Regions from separate parts of the Mus musculus genome. Here region 2 is linked to region 1. A link is a contact called in public Hi-C data. All regions are on one chromosome and are shown on one strand. The core of a region is the stretch at or near the end of the contact, and the rest is flanking DNA. Distances in the headings are between cores, read along the strand shown.

Region 1 (7,287 bases), core at 4,759-7,258:
ATCTGTCCATGTCTGCTTCCCAAATGCTGAGATTAATGAAATTAATGAGTGTGTGAATACACCTGTCTCCAATCTTTTATAGACACCTCTGTCTACAGTTATGAGTAAACAAAGCCACATGTGCTTAAAAGATGTTTGGAGTTGAAGTCTTTTTATAGTGGAAATAATCATCACATTATGTATTTAGAGTAGAAACGAAAATAGAATCAATCTGAATATAATAAACACTATAAATTAAATATGTATAGTTTCAACCTTTATATTATAATATATATACACTGATAGATTTTAAATTGGGGGGTGTTAGATTGGACACTTGACTACATATGAAGTTTTTTGGCTGTCAAAAAAGAGTAAGAGTGGATGAGATGGCTCAACAAATAAGGGTGTATATTGTTAAGACCAATTATCCTGTGTGTCATCCCTACTACTGCATGTTCTTCTATGTTCTCCACTTGTGCACTCTTGCAAGCATACACCCAACACTAAATAAATGAATAAATAAATAAGTACTTAATCTAATAAACAAACTGATATATAGGATAACCAATGCTGAAAAGAGTATAGCCTTATCCATACATTGTTTTTTAAATATTAGTCATGCACCAATTCATCTTTAGGACTGTCAGATTCTCTTACAGTGTTCTATAACAGAGAACAACTCAATATTCTGAATTAGCTAACTTGCTTAAAGTATCATATTTTTGGTTGGAATAGTCTCACTGTTCATTCAGTTTAATTTCTTCATAATAATATCAATTACTTAGATACAGTTACACTATATCAATAATAATATCAAATGATTACACTAGACAATTGTCATATTATCAAATCAACTGTTTTTATTTTTCAAATAATCTACAAAAAAAGATTCTCATTGTTGGGCTGGTGAGCTAACTCCCATGTTGTTTTGGAGGGTTACATGCCCCCTATTAAAACTTCCATCTCAGTATCCATATTTTATGAGGCTAAAACTCAATAAAACTTAATTCATTTTGGATAGCTTTCTCTATTGTATTAGACCATGCAGTTTATAGGCATGGTGCCTTAAAAATAAATTCAACTCTTTGTTTTTCTTTAAATATCTCAGAATGTCCAGTGGTTGTGTTAGTTTTGTACAGTCTATGGTAATCCAAAATCCTATTTTCAAAAAATATTTTTATTCTGACATTTCTTTTGTTGTTGTCAAATTGCTTGCAGATTTTTCCTCCAGTGCCACATGCATGTTTGTTGAGTGTTTTTAATGGTTATTGAACTTGTCCCAAGTAGAGTAGTAATGAGTCTATTCTAAAAGAATCATGCATAATTATATAATAACAATGCCTAGGCATATAGCATAAGAAAATTATTCAATGGTAGTAGACTGTAAAGCTAAAGCTAATGTTTGTATTAGGACATTTTTGTGTGCAAAACCTGTGGTTACTGAGGTGTCTATGAAAACCTATAGAAGCTGCTAAAATATATGAATAGGGAGTAGAAGTATAATTTATTTATCCATGGCTGGCATATCTGTGTGTCTATTGATCAACTTACTCTTATCTATCACCATCATCATCTATCAGTCTACTTATCTTTCCTATTTATTTATCATCTGTCTATTAATAATGCCTAGTCACCATCTTTTTTACAAGTTCAGTGTTATAACTAGCAGAATATAATGAAGATTTCTAATGAAAGTACATGAAAGCTGTAGAATTTTTCTAGTGTATTGAGGTATGATCAATAAATAAAACTCTGCCATATCAAAGATATATGAGCTTTTAAAAATATACTCAGACCTAATGAAATGATTACCAATAGTAAATAAATCCACATATCAGTCTTTCACCAAGTAAGTACCCTTTAAGATTTTTTGGTGGTAACACTTTAAATCTTTCCTTTTGCAAATTTCAAGTGTGCAAACTTGTTATGAATCAAAATCACCATGCTGTCCATTTGGTCTCTGGTACGAGTTAATCTCATAATTGAAGATTTGATCAGTGTCTCATTTTCTTTCCCTACCAGACCCTGTTACCCACTTTTCTGCTCTTTGTTTCTGTGGCTTCTATAATTTTATAGTCTAAATACAGGTATGTTCATGATGGTTTGAAAATATGCTTTCATACATATAAACAAAGTTTCTGTTTTGTTCTAGAAGCTCAAATTTTACTGTTGTATTTTTTATTAGATATTTTCTTTATTTACAGTTCAAATGTTATCTCCTGTGATGGCTTGTATATTCTTGGACCAGGGAGTGGCACCATTTGGAGGTGTGGCCTTGTTGGAATAGATGTGACCTGGTTGAAGTAGGTGTGTCACTGTGGGTGTGGGCTTAAGATCCTCACCCTAGTTGCCTGGAAGTCAATTTTCTACTAGTAGCCTTTGGATGAAGACATAGAACTCTCAGCTTTTGCCTGTGCCATGCCTGCCTGGATGCTGCCATACTCTCACCTTAACGATAATGGACTGAACCTCTGAACCTGTAAGCCAGTCCCGATTAAATGTTGTTTTTTATAAGACTTGCCTTGGTCATGGTGTCTGTTCACAGTAGTAAACACTAACTAATACATCTCCTTTCCTGGTCTCCCCTTCGTAAATCCCCTATCCCATCCTCCCTTTCCCTGCTTCTATGATGGTGCTCTCCCACCCACCCATCCAATCCTGACTCCCTGCTCTGGTATTCCCCTACACTGGGGCATAGAGCCATCCCAGGATCAAGGGCCTCTCCTTCGTTATGACTGGGTTACCTCATTCAGGATGATATTTTCTAATTCCATTCATATGCCTAAGAATTTTATGAAGTCATTGTTTTTAATAGCTGAGTAGTACTCCGTTGTGTAAAAGTACCACATTTTCTGTATCTATTCCTTTGTTGAAGGACATCTGGGTTCTTTCCAGCTTCTGGCTATTATATATAATGCTGATATAAACATAGTGAAGCATGTGTCCTTGTTATATATTGGAACATCTTTTGGGTATATGTGCAGGAGTGGTATAGCTGGGTACTCAGGTATTACATTTTCTGAAAAACTGCCAGACTGATTTCCAGAGTGGTGGTACAAGCTTGCAATCCCACCAGCAGTCTAGGAGTGTTCCTCTTTCTCCACATCCTCAACAGCATCTGCTGTCACCTGAGTTTTTGATCTTAGCCATTCTGACTGGTGTGAGGTGGAATCTCAGGGTTGTTTTGATTTGCATTTCCCTGATGACTAAGGATGTTGAACATTTCTTTAGGTGCTTCTCGGCCATTCAATATTCCTCAGTTGAGAATTCTTTGTTTAGCTCTGTATAATTTTTAAATAGGGTTACTTGATTCTTTCCCGTCTAACTTCTTGAGTTCTTTGTATATATTGGATATTAGCCATCTATCAGATGTCAGGTTGGTAAAGATCTTTTTCCAATCTGTTAGTTGCCATTTTGTCCTGATGTTTACTTGATATTATGGACATGACACCAGAAATAAACATTGACCGTAGAAACCACATCCCTCATTTCCATTTTATAATAAGAAGTGCTCACATGGCCATATGACAATTTATTAAGTGTTTCCAATTTTATTTCCTTAGAAACATCCTTCAGATTGTTATGTACTGTTTCTTTTATGTAAAGTGGGTTCATTTATTTTCTTTACAACCATTATACACAATGGAATTATACTGATCTTATTCATTTGTATGATGATTGATCATACAAATGATCATTTTAATTTATGAAATCTAAACTCAACCATGAGCTTATGTTTTAAGTAAGCATCATGAAAAAGTAAAAACTAAATAAATGAATAATTTTACCAGTGATCATTCAATGGCTATACTCTATCTGGTTATAACAGTAAGAGAAAAGAAATACTAAATATCTAAATATTTTCTTCTTTGTCTTTTTAAAAATTAGACATTTGGAAACTAGTCTTCATAATTTCACTAAAGAACAAACATTACATTGTGTATGTGTGTGTCTTTGTGTAAACTTTTATGTCATTCATTATTCCCCTAGAAAATATTTTCTAAAATGTTTTAATAATTGATAACCTTTTATAAATTTATTATTTGAAGCTTTTCTTCTCCTATACATTCTGTGGTCCATTAATATCTATCGTAACTCAGTTATTGAAAATTGTTTGGAGATCATGTGATATTATATTAGACCATGCGCCCTTGACAGAGAGTGGACACACATACAAGAAGGAATATTGTAGTTGGATTATCTTTCATTATTATGATGGCTCTGAAATCGTACCATATATGTCTTATTAGCTGCAGAACATGGGGTGCTAGAAGTGTAACTTAGTGGAAGTCTGACCACTAAGGCCAGAGGAACATATAAGTAGAACCAATAAATTCTCAGTTTAAAGTTGCAGACTGACGACAACCTAGAACCTCACTGAAGCACATCCTAGATTCTCACCCTTCAGAAAGCAGACAGTTCTAGTGTCCAAGAACAAAAGGAGGAAGTCTATGAATTATGCATGAGAGCAAAGAATTATTGTGTATGACTCCTGCATTTCTTTACCATTCCCAGTTCCCTAGCTGGCCAGATATTGACTGTATGTGTTGAGTGGTGGTCTTCACACAACACTGTCTTGACACTCTTGCAGATGATACACCCAAGGTAATATTTCAACAGTTTCTAGCTAGTTCATCTAGCCAAGTCAACAACTAAAGTTTATCTTTACAAAATTTATAGAGTTTTATACCTATTATTATTGTTTCCTTAAACGGATATTTTAAAATATAAACATAACAAAGACAAAAAGCAAATCGTGTTCATATTAGAAAATCATCCTTCTCTCATTTTATATACAAACACATCCTGTTTTTAGAAATACATTTTGATAATTTTTAATGACACACGCCAAAATATTGGGATGTGCATGTGTGTGTGTATGTGTGTGTAGGTGTGTGTGGGTGGGTGAGAGAGAGAGAGAGAGAGAGGGAACCCTGGATTTATTTGCTTCTTTTTAAAATTTCTTATTCATTTGGCATGATTTTTATGTGTTAACATATATAACAAAACCATGAATGTCTTTCACTTTAGTTACACTAGAAAAATTCTCAAATGTTGGAAATAATTGATTTTTTGAAAACCCACAAACTTTAAATAGCTTTAGACATATTTTCTAAGAATTCACCATTTTCTTTCACATGCTAATAGATGTTAAATTAACTACTCTTTGAGCTTAAGAATGCTTCATTGACATAAATGCAGTTATAGCATATTTTGCAGATCCTTGCAGAGAATCCGCCAAGTCATATCACACTGACCCTTATCACTACCTTCATCAGGTATATCTCAAACCTTTTAGCTACAGAGTCTATTTTTGGTATTGAAAAAGCAGTTTGGTCACAAGCCCTAGTGGGATGACTGAAGGCTTTGGTAATGGGCCATAAAATCTTTCCCATCTAGGTCAGTGAGGGTTTTAAGACTGTCACTGAGGTAGGAGAAAAAAATAGTGATTCCTGCCATACAAAAACTGTCAAATTATATGAAATGAGAATATGGTCTCAATTCCAGGAGACATATTTTCCATCTTGTTCTTAACTTAAGATGGCCCAACACACACACACACACACACACACACACACACTCATTCCTCAGAAACACATTTCAATTCTTCCTAGGCTCTTTTAGAGTCTATTTCTAGTATAAGTCATCTCCTCTGAAGTCAGAATGTAGAAAAAAATATTTTGATTAATTTGCTCAGTCTTCAAACAATTTTCTTTACAGAATTCAGCTGAACATTTTACCTAGTAGAATCATGCAAGATCTAATTTGTATCCTATTGTAAAGTTTAGTAATTTTTAAAAAAAATACAAACTATTTTTTTACTCTAAACTATATATCCCCAAATACCTTATAATAATCTTGAAGAAACAACATTTTCTCTAAATGATTCCACCAAATCAAAACAGAACAAGCACTTAGTTTGATCAGCAAAGAATGTTGAAATTTACTTAAGTAGTAAAGAATGTGGCTGTCTGACTTTGGTATTATATTACACCTCATGGTTCAGGCATGTTGTTTGCCTTAAATGGTTTCACAAGCAGGAGGCTGACCCAGAGCAGATTCTCTGAGGCTGCAGCGAGAGCAGCTAAACAGCAGACTTAATGAGGTTGGAATTTCACACAGTGTCTTATTCAGGGAATTGAGGATGCCAGGGAGAGCAGTCCTGGTAAATTGCAGTTGCCTGGGGCTTTGCAATACCAAACAGAACCTTTCTCCACAAATAGTTTCTAGAAGTTCAAAAATAGTTGTCTATTATATTTAGGTTAAAAACCCAAACATGTGTCAAAGAGAGGATTCATGCATTCCCACTGTTAACACTGAACTATGGAGTTCTGTTTACATATCTCAAGTCAGGAAGGATCCTCAGTATGTCCTAATAGTCTTAGACAAGCTAGATGTAAATCCTTTCCCCAACAGTTTGTGTCTTTAAAAGCATCTACCAACCTATAAGGCACTTCTTGCTTATGCGACCTTCTTGGTAATAATAAATGCTTTACAAACGGTCCTTAAGGAAGATTAAATACTTGGTAGAGAATCGTGATGAGAATAGATATAGAAACTGGAAAGGTGGTTAGTTTTTATGTTGGTACACTAAAGGAGAACAGTTTCGACTTTTGACCCTTATCCTTGGCTAGAAGCCAGAAACCACTGGTCCTCTTGACAAGTCTGTCCTTGCTAAAGGCCTGGGATATAAAAAGGGTGGTCGTGTTTGTTAATTCCCTTGCCTTAAAAGAGAATCCAGAGAACCCTGACTAGAAAAAGCATGTGATAACATACCCAGAGCTGAAGGCACTCATATACCTAGTGGCCAACCAGATGGAACAGAGCATCCCAAAATCCATGCTACCCTAGGTCTACAGTAAGTCATTTATATGAAACACTCTGAGATTATTCTTTGCCCCTGTCCCATTTCTGAGGACCCACCCATTCTCTGCAGGGGTTCTGGCTTTTCTTCTCCTAACATTCCATCTGAAATCCTATAAATCACACTTCGTCCTCAAAGTCAGCGTTCTGGAATCTGTGAATTTTGCTCTATGATGACCAAAATGGCGTCAGTGACTTTTGATTTTCTGGCAGCCTGCCCCTGAGCTACAGCTAGTCTGAGACTAAACTGCTTCTTATTCTCTAGGATAAATCACTTTTCAGAATAGGCTGCATAATGAATGTTGAATGTATTAACTGAAGTTTCCAGAAAAAAACAAAAAAGAGAGAAAAAGAATAAAGCATTCACATTCTATAATTCTGATTAAGCGATTAGAACTTCACTGATTGTGGAGACTTGGCAGATTTCCAGGTCCTAAGACA
Region 2 (6,872 bases), core at 3,353-5,852, 490 kb before region 1:
AGTGAGTCATACACAGGGGACCAGGAGAAAATGGAAGCAATGAGATGTGAGTGGTCTGACTTTTGAATTTCCTTTCCTCAACCTCTCCTTTCCCTGGGAAAGGGAGAGTTCCTGCTGGCTGCACCAGCCAAGCAGCCTCATGCTGAAAGAAGGCACTGTTGGAGCATGGCTTCCTCTCTCTGTTTCCATGAAAGTGATGCACTTGGCTCAACTCTGCTATGGAAGAAAATAGAAGATTTCCTTTTCCTATCCACTCATCCTAACTCTTATCTGAAGGAACCTGCTAGAAAAAAAAGATCACGGAAATAGCTAGCTGTCCTGAAATATGTCCTCCCTTCTCCTCCTTCCCCTCGCCCTTCCTCCTCCTTCTCCTCCTTCTTTTTCAGTTCCTAAATTCTGAAACTTACCTAGGCATCATTGTATTATTTACCATTCTTCATGACTGTTTATTGTAGGCTTAGATTTCTTTCAAAACCGACTTTATTTAGGGGTCTTAATCACTTCAACCTTCCTTCTAACTCACCAACCAGAGGTAGGGAAGAAAGACGGTCAATAGGAAAACAGGGCTGTGGACCTATTTAGAAGTAGTTCATTGGGGTGATTCTACTCGCCATTGCCAGGATACCAGCAGTCCTGTTCAGTGGCAAACACCAAACATGAATCAGTAGCAGTGGCACGATCCTGCAGAAACAGCAAGGCTTCACCAAAGACCAGTAGAGACCAGTGAAGCTTTGCACAGTGTAGCAAAGGAAGAGTTCTCTCACTGTTTGTGGGGTTCTATTTATATTCTTTCTAAACATCACATGCCCTCTGAAGTGTCTGTTTTCAGCAAGATATTGCATGCCCTCCCACAAGACAGCTTCCAGAAAAGCATCATGTGACACAACTGAGTTATTACAGAAACCCAAATTTCCAGTTTAGTTTCCTCAGTCTTCCCTGAAGTTGTATTTAGTTACAGCATATTCCTGAGCTACTAGATTTAAGCAGAAGAAATGTGTGTAAATTCTCTGGGTCAAAATGAAAAGTTTCCAACTTTGTTGTCTCTTTTCTTGACCAATTAATACAAAAGATTTGTAGTTAGAACTGAGAGTGTTAGTTTGGGCCAGGTGCTGGAAGCACTGGATAAACATGGCAGAGAAGCTAGCAGAGTCCTGGTTCCCTTATAGACATGAAATAAATCTCTTTCCCTAAACTTGGAAAAGAGTAAAGATTAAAATCTCATTTACTATTGTAAACTCTCTTACACTATTGTGATATGTCTCTATTATAGCCAGGACTCTGAGAAATTCCTCAGTTACAAAAAAAGAATCCAAACCTTCATGCTCCCCGGAATAACCTACAGCTCATTATAAAACGTTGATTCTTAGTCAACATGAGTGATAAAGTGTATGTATCACTATATTAATCTATAATGATATGGTGCTAGCAGTTTGGCCAAACATTTGTCTAGGTGTTGCTATTAGGATCTTTTATAGTACTTAAAACACACCATGAGTTGAATTTAAGTAAAAAAATTATGATCATTATTACAGATGTACTTTATCTAATCATTTGAGTGTCTTATGAACAAAAAAGCAGCAATATACTTCAACAAAACAACAAACAACAACAACAAAAACCAAGACTTTCAGAGAAAAATAATTCTATTTCAATGCCAAAACCTGGGAACTCTGCTGGGTTTCGAGTTCACTAATCTTCCCTATGAGCAAGAAAGTTGTCAGCTAATTATCTTAAATAAATATTTCCCCATTTATATGGAAACACACCAGCACAGACACACCACAAATATATTGCTGGGTGGTTCTGATTCTTTGAAAACTGAGAGAAATGGTGGGAGGAGCGAATAAGCTTTGGGAGTTTGTGTTTCCAATCAGTTCTTGGTGCTGCTGGCCTGAATCCCGTGCTTTGTATGTGACGATCACAAAGCCTGACTTTTAGGAACTACATTTTTCAGTTTAGACTTGGATATAAAATTGCTGTGAAACCTTAAGAATGGCGTGAAGTCTGTAGATTAATTTTCTCATTTATGATGTGCAAATGTTGGATATCTATGGTCATCCCAGCTCTTCCTCTCACAGCTGTAACTCTGTGATACTCTTATTCCTACCTCAGTGCCCTAGGATTGGAGGGCAATGTGAGGTAGGGCTAGTGAAGCTACAATTCATGGTGTGTAGTCCTGTTGGTAGCTATTCTCTGGTTTACTATGTTTATCTCTAGCTTGATTTTGTAAGTTGTGTAGATAGCTATTGATGCCCTGTTTCCTGAAATCTGAAATCTAAGTAAAATAATCAATCCTATGACCTTTTAGGCATTGTGGTTTTAATAAGAAATGTCTCCAACAGGCCCACATATTGTGAACATATGGCTTTCAGTTGGTGGTACTGTTTGGGTGTATTATGGAACATTTAGGATGTATATATACCCTTGCTGGATGGGAGATATCACTGGGGTGTGTTGCAACACCGACTCTGTGTGTTTATAGCCTTACCACATTTCCGGTTTTCTCTCTCTATTTTGTTTTTGTGGATTAATATCCTCCCTCTCAGCTTTCGGGCTGCCATGTTTCCCATATCATTACTAACTCTTTCTCTGGAGCCATAAGCCATTATAAATCCCATCTTCCATATGTTACTTTTGGTCATGGCAGTTTATCATAGCAGGAGAAGAGTAACAACCACAGGCTTGGATGAGAAAACACCTAAGAAGTTGATTTTCTGATTTCCTGTTTCCTTGTAAGGGACAGACCAGGTCTAGTGATGTGAAATAGCCTCCTTATGTCTCTGCCTTACTATCCACACACATGCATTATAATGATTGTAAAATAATCTTTTATTATAGTGAAATACATTCACATATTTACATCCAAAAACCTGGATCCTGTACCTTAGTTATTCCATTAAGTCCTTAGGAAAAACCTGAAATTGTAATGTGTTAAGGTTGTGCTTCTATTTAAATGCCTGTGTGCCCAGGAAATGAAAATGTGCTGTCAGGTGCAGGAATTCATTCTGCCAATGTGATCAGCTCTTATCTTCTGGACTTGCTTTCTAAAATTTCTTCCATAACTGAAAGGTGTAATATTTTTAGAATGTTCCTTTTTATTTATATTTAAGTGTGTGCCTCAGTGTTCGAGTGCCAGTATGTGGCATCAGATTCCCTAGATCTGGAGTTACAGAGAGCTGTGAGATGCCAGACATGTGTGCTAGGAAGTAGTTTCAGGTCTTGCTCTAATCTACTAAGCTATTTCTCCCAACTATGCAATATTTTATAATAATGCAAATGTTTCTCTTTATAGTACAAAAACAATAAATCTTCAGGTAGGCAAGTTTAAATGTACAAAGGGATCAAACAGCAACACAGGTGATCTTGATATAGGGATCCTTATTCTGTTCCTTTCCCACTGGGCTACTGTTCTATTTTAATACAGTAAAATGATGGGTTTAGTCTTGAGGAGATGCTAATATATTATTTACTGGCGATTCTTTGGCTAGGCTTATATGAAAAAAGCAGAGAAAGTATGACACTCTGGGTACACGCATCTGCTGCTTTGAAATATACCAGAGGTAACTAGAGTCCCTGTCTTTACCTGAAGCCCCTAGGAAGCTTTTATTCATGTCAGTGGGACTGTATGTTCACATACGTGTATTTGTTCATGTATGATGTATGCATATTTCTGACTCTGAGTCTGTGTACATTGGAAGTTGAGGCTAGGGAATAGGAGGAGAGGACAATTCTTCAGGGATTATGCATTTGAGTGCATCCTGACCTTTGAGTCATGGCTTTATTTTCTCAGAGTCAAACACTATTTTGTCTAATATCTCACCCTTAAGGAAACTGCCTTAAAGGGGTTCTTGGAATAGATGCCCTTTCATGTCTAAAAGGCAGGGTTGTTGGGGTCACAGGCTAGGTACAAAGTAGGAGGGATAGAGGACACAATCTTTGAAACTATGGGAACTGAGTTGAAGAAATTTTCTTCCCCACATTTGTGAGTATGGGTAGAAGAAACTCATGAAAGGGAGAAATGAGTGTTATCTGTTGTGCAGAACTTTGCACTTTTCACAAGTTTATTCATTTATTTTAATTTTTCCAGAAGGAGATATAAGAGAGAAACTGTGAAAGCTCTAAAGTCAGTTGTTCCTCATCACTCACCATATCAATAGAGCTGTGTGTGCTTTAGCCAGGGCACATCTACTTTTCCTGAACCATTAGTCATTTTTCAGAATTTCTGATAACTTTCTGTTCTCTGAAACACAAGTAGTATCTTTCATCACATGACAGAAAGCATGTCAGTGGTTTGGTTTGTGGTTGAGTATTTGGCTTCTACGATTATCTTGAAATTCAGTTTTACAAAGTTCAGAGCTGAATGGCAACCAAAGAACACAAGCTCGTCACGTTTGTACTTTCTGTGTTTCTCCTGGCATCGTTTTTTTTTTTTTTTTTTTTTTTTTGGATCCTGAGGGATAGCAACTGGAACCAGACCTAGAGCACTCAGGCTTAGCTAAAAACTGCAGGTTCTTGCAGTTAGCTGTGTTGTTTCAGAGTGCTCCGACTTTCATCAACTGATTTGCATGAGGAATTAGCTTCATGTGGTTGCAGACTTGATATTCTTCCGCGTGTGCCTGCTTCACTCCCATAAGAGTGTTCCTCCACTTGTGTGCCTGCTTCACTCCCATAAGAGTGTTCCTCCACTTGAAACGTGGGATCAGCTGCATCTCTCTGGCCCGCTATCGAACCCTGACAACATAATGGGCTTATTCTGTAGTTAATTCACAATGTCTGGTTTGTCTCCAGCAGTTTACCAGATGGATCTCTAGGCATTCTCCTCTCAACGTCTTTATTAAATATTTATAGGGCCAGATTGCAAATGGTCCTAGCTTTGCCCCTGGAGGTATGTAGAGGGATCTCTGGACCAAAAAGGATGATGTTGGCCAGTTGACGGGAGGGAGACAAAACATTTTCTTCAAAAATTTGCAAGAAACTCACTGAATCACTGCCTTACTCATGGGAGTGAGGTCATAGGCATACTGGCAGCTTTCCTCATTGTAAACAGGATGTTACCTTGCAAACAGGAAGCTGTTAACACGAGATGATAAACATGTCTGTTATCATCATAAGTAAACCTGAGCATTTGGTGGCCAGTTTCTTACTCCATGAGGAATGAGTACTAGTGAGTTTTGCTTAAGTAATAAATCACTGTATAAGAAGATTTGTCAGAAGAAAATGGTGGGAAGCTCTTGAAAAGCAAATCTGGGAATCAACTAGTCAAAATACTACTCAAGGGCCATGGAGACGAGGGCACTCAAATAAAATGCCCAAATTATTCACCTGTCTACTAAGTTGAAGTGTGAAGAACTTGAGAAGTTGCTAGGAAGGCTCACTTAGACTCAGAAGAGCCCTGATGTCATCAGAGATGGGCAACCCCTGAAGAGGTCTTTAGTTATAAGTAATAAGGATGCTCTTTGGCCTGTGGTCCTGGAAAGGAGATTTGCATCCCACGATCGGATGGATGTAATGCTTCTGCAGTAGATGAGGAGACCCCAACACACCCTGCAATTGAGCTGGATAGCCTTAGCTGTTCATGTTTTTTTTTTTTTTTTGTCTTTGGGCAGTCCCCTTTGAAACTGTCCCAAAGATGTGAATCCTCATCCAGGAAAATTTTATTGTGCCAGTTTATAACCACATTCTTAGCATTAGCACCACAAGATAAATTATAAACCCTAGCCTTTCAAGGTATTTATTTCAGTGGTTCCAGGAAATCTTTCAAAAATTCTTATTTAACATTTTAAATGATTGTACTAATTTGGCAGCGCATGAAAACACAGAGTGGCCCTTTCATTTGGGTAATTCCCTGAATTAAGCCAAGTTATGACACCAAATGCACTCTGTGGAAAAGAATGTTTATTCTTGCAAATGCTGAACTTGATGCTCCCACTTGAGCCAAGAAAATTCCAAGCTGTTCTTCGGTACCACGAAGAATCTCTGTTTCTAGTTCTGTTGAAGTAATTGCTTTTCACCAGTCTTCTGAGGGAACCATATTAAGAAATGTAGAAATGTTAGGAAAGAAATAGATGCTTGATTTGGCCTTGTGTTTGAGAGAGTCATGATGGTGCCAGAGAGGAGTAGAATTATAAAAGAACAACTTAAGAGAGGTTCCTTAGAAAACTGGGTATGATGTGGCCAAAGGCAAATACATAGGTCAGGACAGACTGTGACTAGAGAAGGCTATAGTCCCAGTTTTCTTTCAGGCCTTTGTTTAAAAAAAAAATACACACTAGGGAATTTTCTAATAGATGCTATTCCTTTTTATATCCAAAATTATAAAACTGTTGGAAAAATGATAACTGTAGATGCTCAAGGAGAATAAGACCAGGATGCATTGATGCTCTCAAGAGAGCTAAGTTTTGTGATTAACAGAAGGTAGAAATAATTAGTGGTTGCTGTTAATGATGTATAATGATCTCTGGAAATATTCGTCTATTTTGGATATGGTAGCTATATCTTAGCACTAGTGTATTGTGGGTAACAAACAGGTATTAACTTTGGCTCCTACTGCAGAAATGACTCAAGCAGTTGAATGTATAGGATCAAGCATCTCATTCAAACTCACAAAGAGAAAATGCTATGCTTCAGGGAAAGGTGGCCAGGTACCATATCTTTGTTGACAACACATATTTCAAAGGTAAAAATCTAAGGTCCTTCCAAGTGTATGTGTAGGATTTCAGAGTTTCTTCACTTTAGGTGCTATAAAGAAAGGTAAATGTTTTACATACGAAATGTGCTACCTGTTGCCTTCAACACACATCTGCCATAGTTAACACATATATGAATGTGACCCAACACTTTTATAGAGGACTATTTCCTGTCACAATAACAAA

Evidence for each region. Hi-C and Micro-C count contacts between places; a contact is called where the count stands out from the background.
Region 2: a Hi-C map of the C2C12 cell line shows a contact between it and region 1, with 2.8 times the contacts expected there. The contact joins two enhancer-like sites.

What each region holds. Positions count from the first base shown.
Region 1 is chr10:16,544,407-16,551,693 of GRCm38.p6, reverse strand. No RefSeq gene overlaps it. Among named protein-coding and RNA genes, the nearest start is that of Gm20125, 550 kb to the left of the region's middle. Within about 2 kb of position 6,008, at least 82 of the 459 cell types and tissues checked have an H3K27ac peak or open chromatin away from gene starts, as enhancers often do. A contact at or near this core is called in the C2C12 cell line, where this site is marked.
Region 2 is chr10:17,036,286-17,043,157 of GRCm38.p6, reverse strand. The region is part of intron 1 of Gm20125 (predicted gene, 20125); the gene reads left to right. Among named protein-coding and RNA genes, the nearest start is that of Gm20125, 56 kb to the left of the region's middle. Within about 2 kb of position 4,602, at least 26 of the 459 cell types and tissues checked have an H3K27ac peak or open chromatin away from gene starts, as enhancers often do. A contact at or near this core is called in the C2C12 cell line, where this site is marked.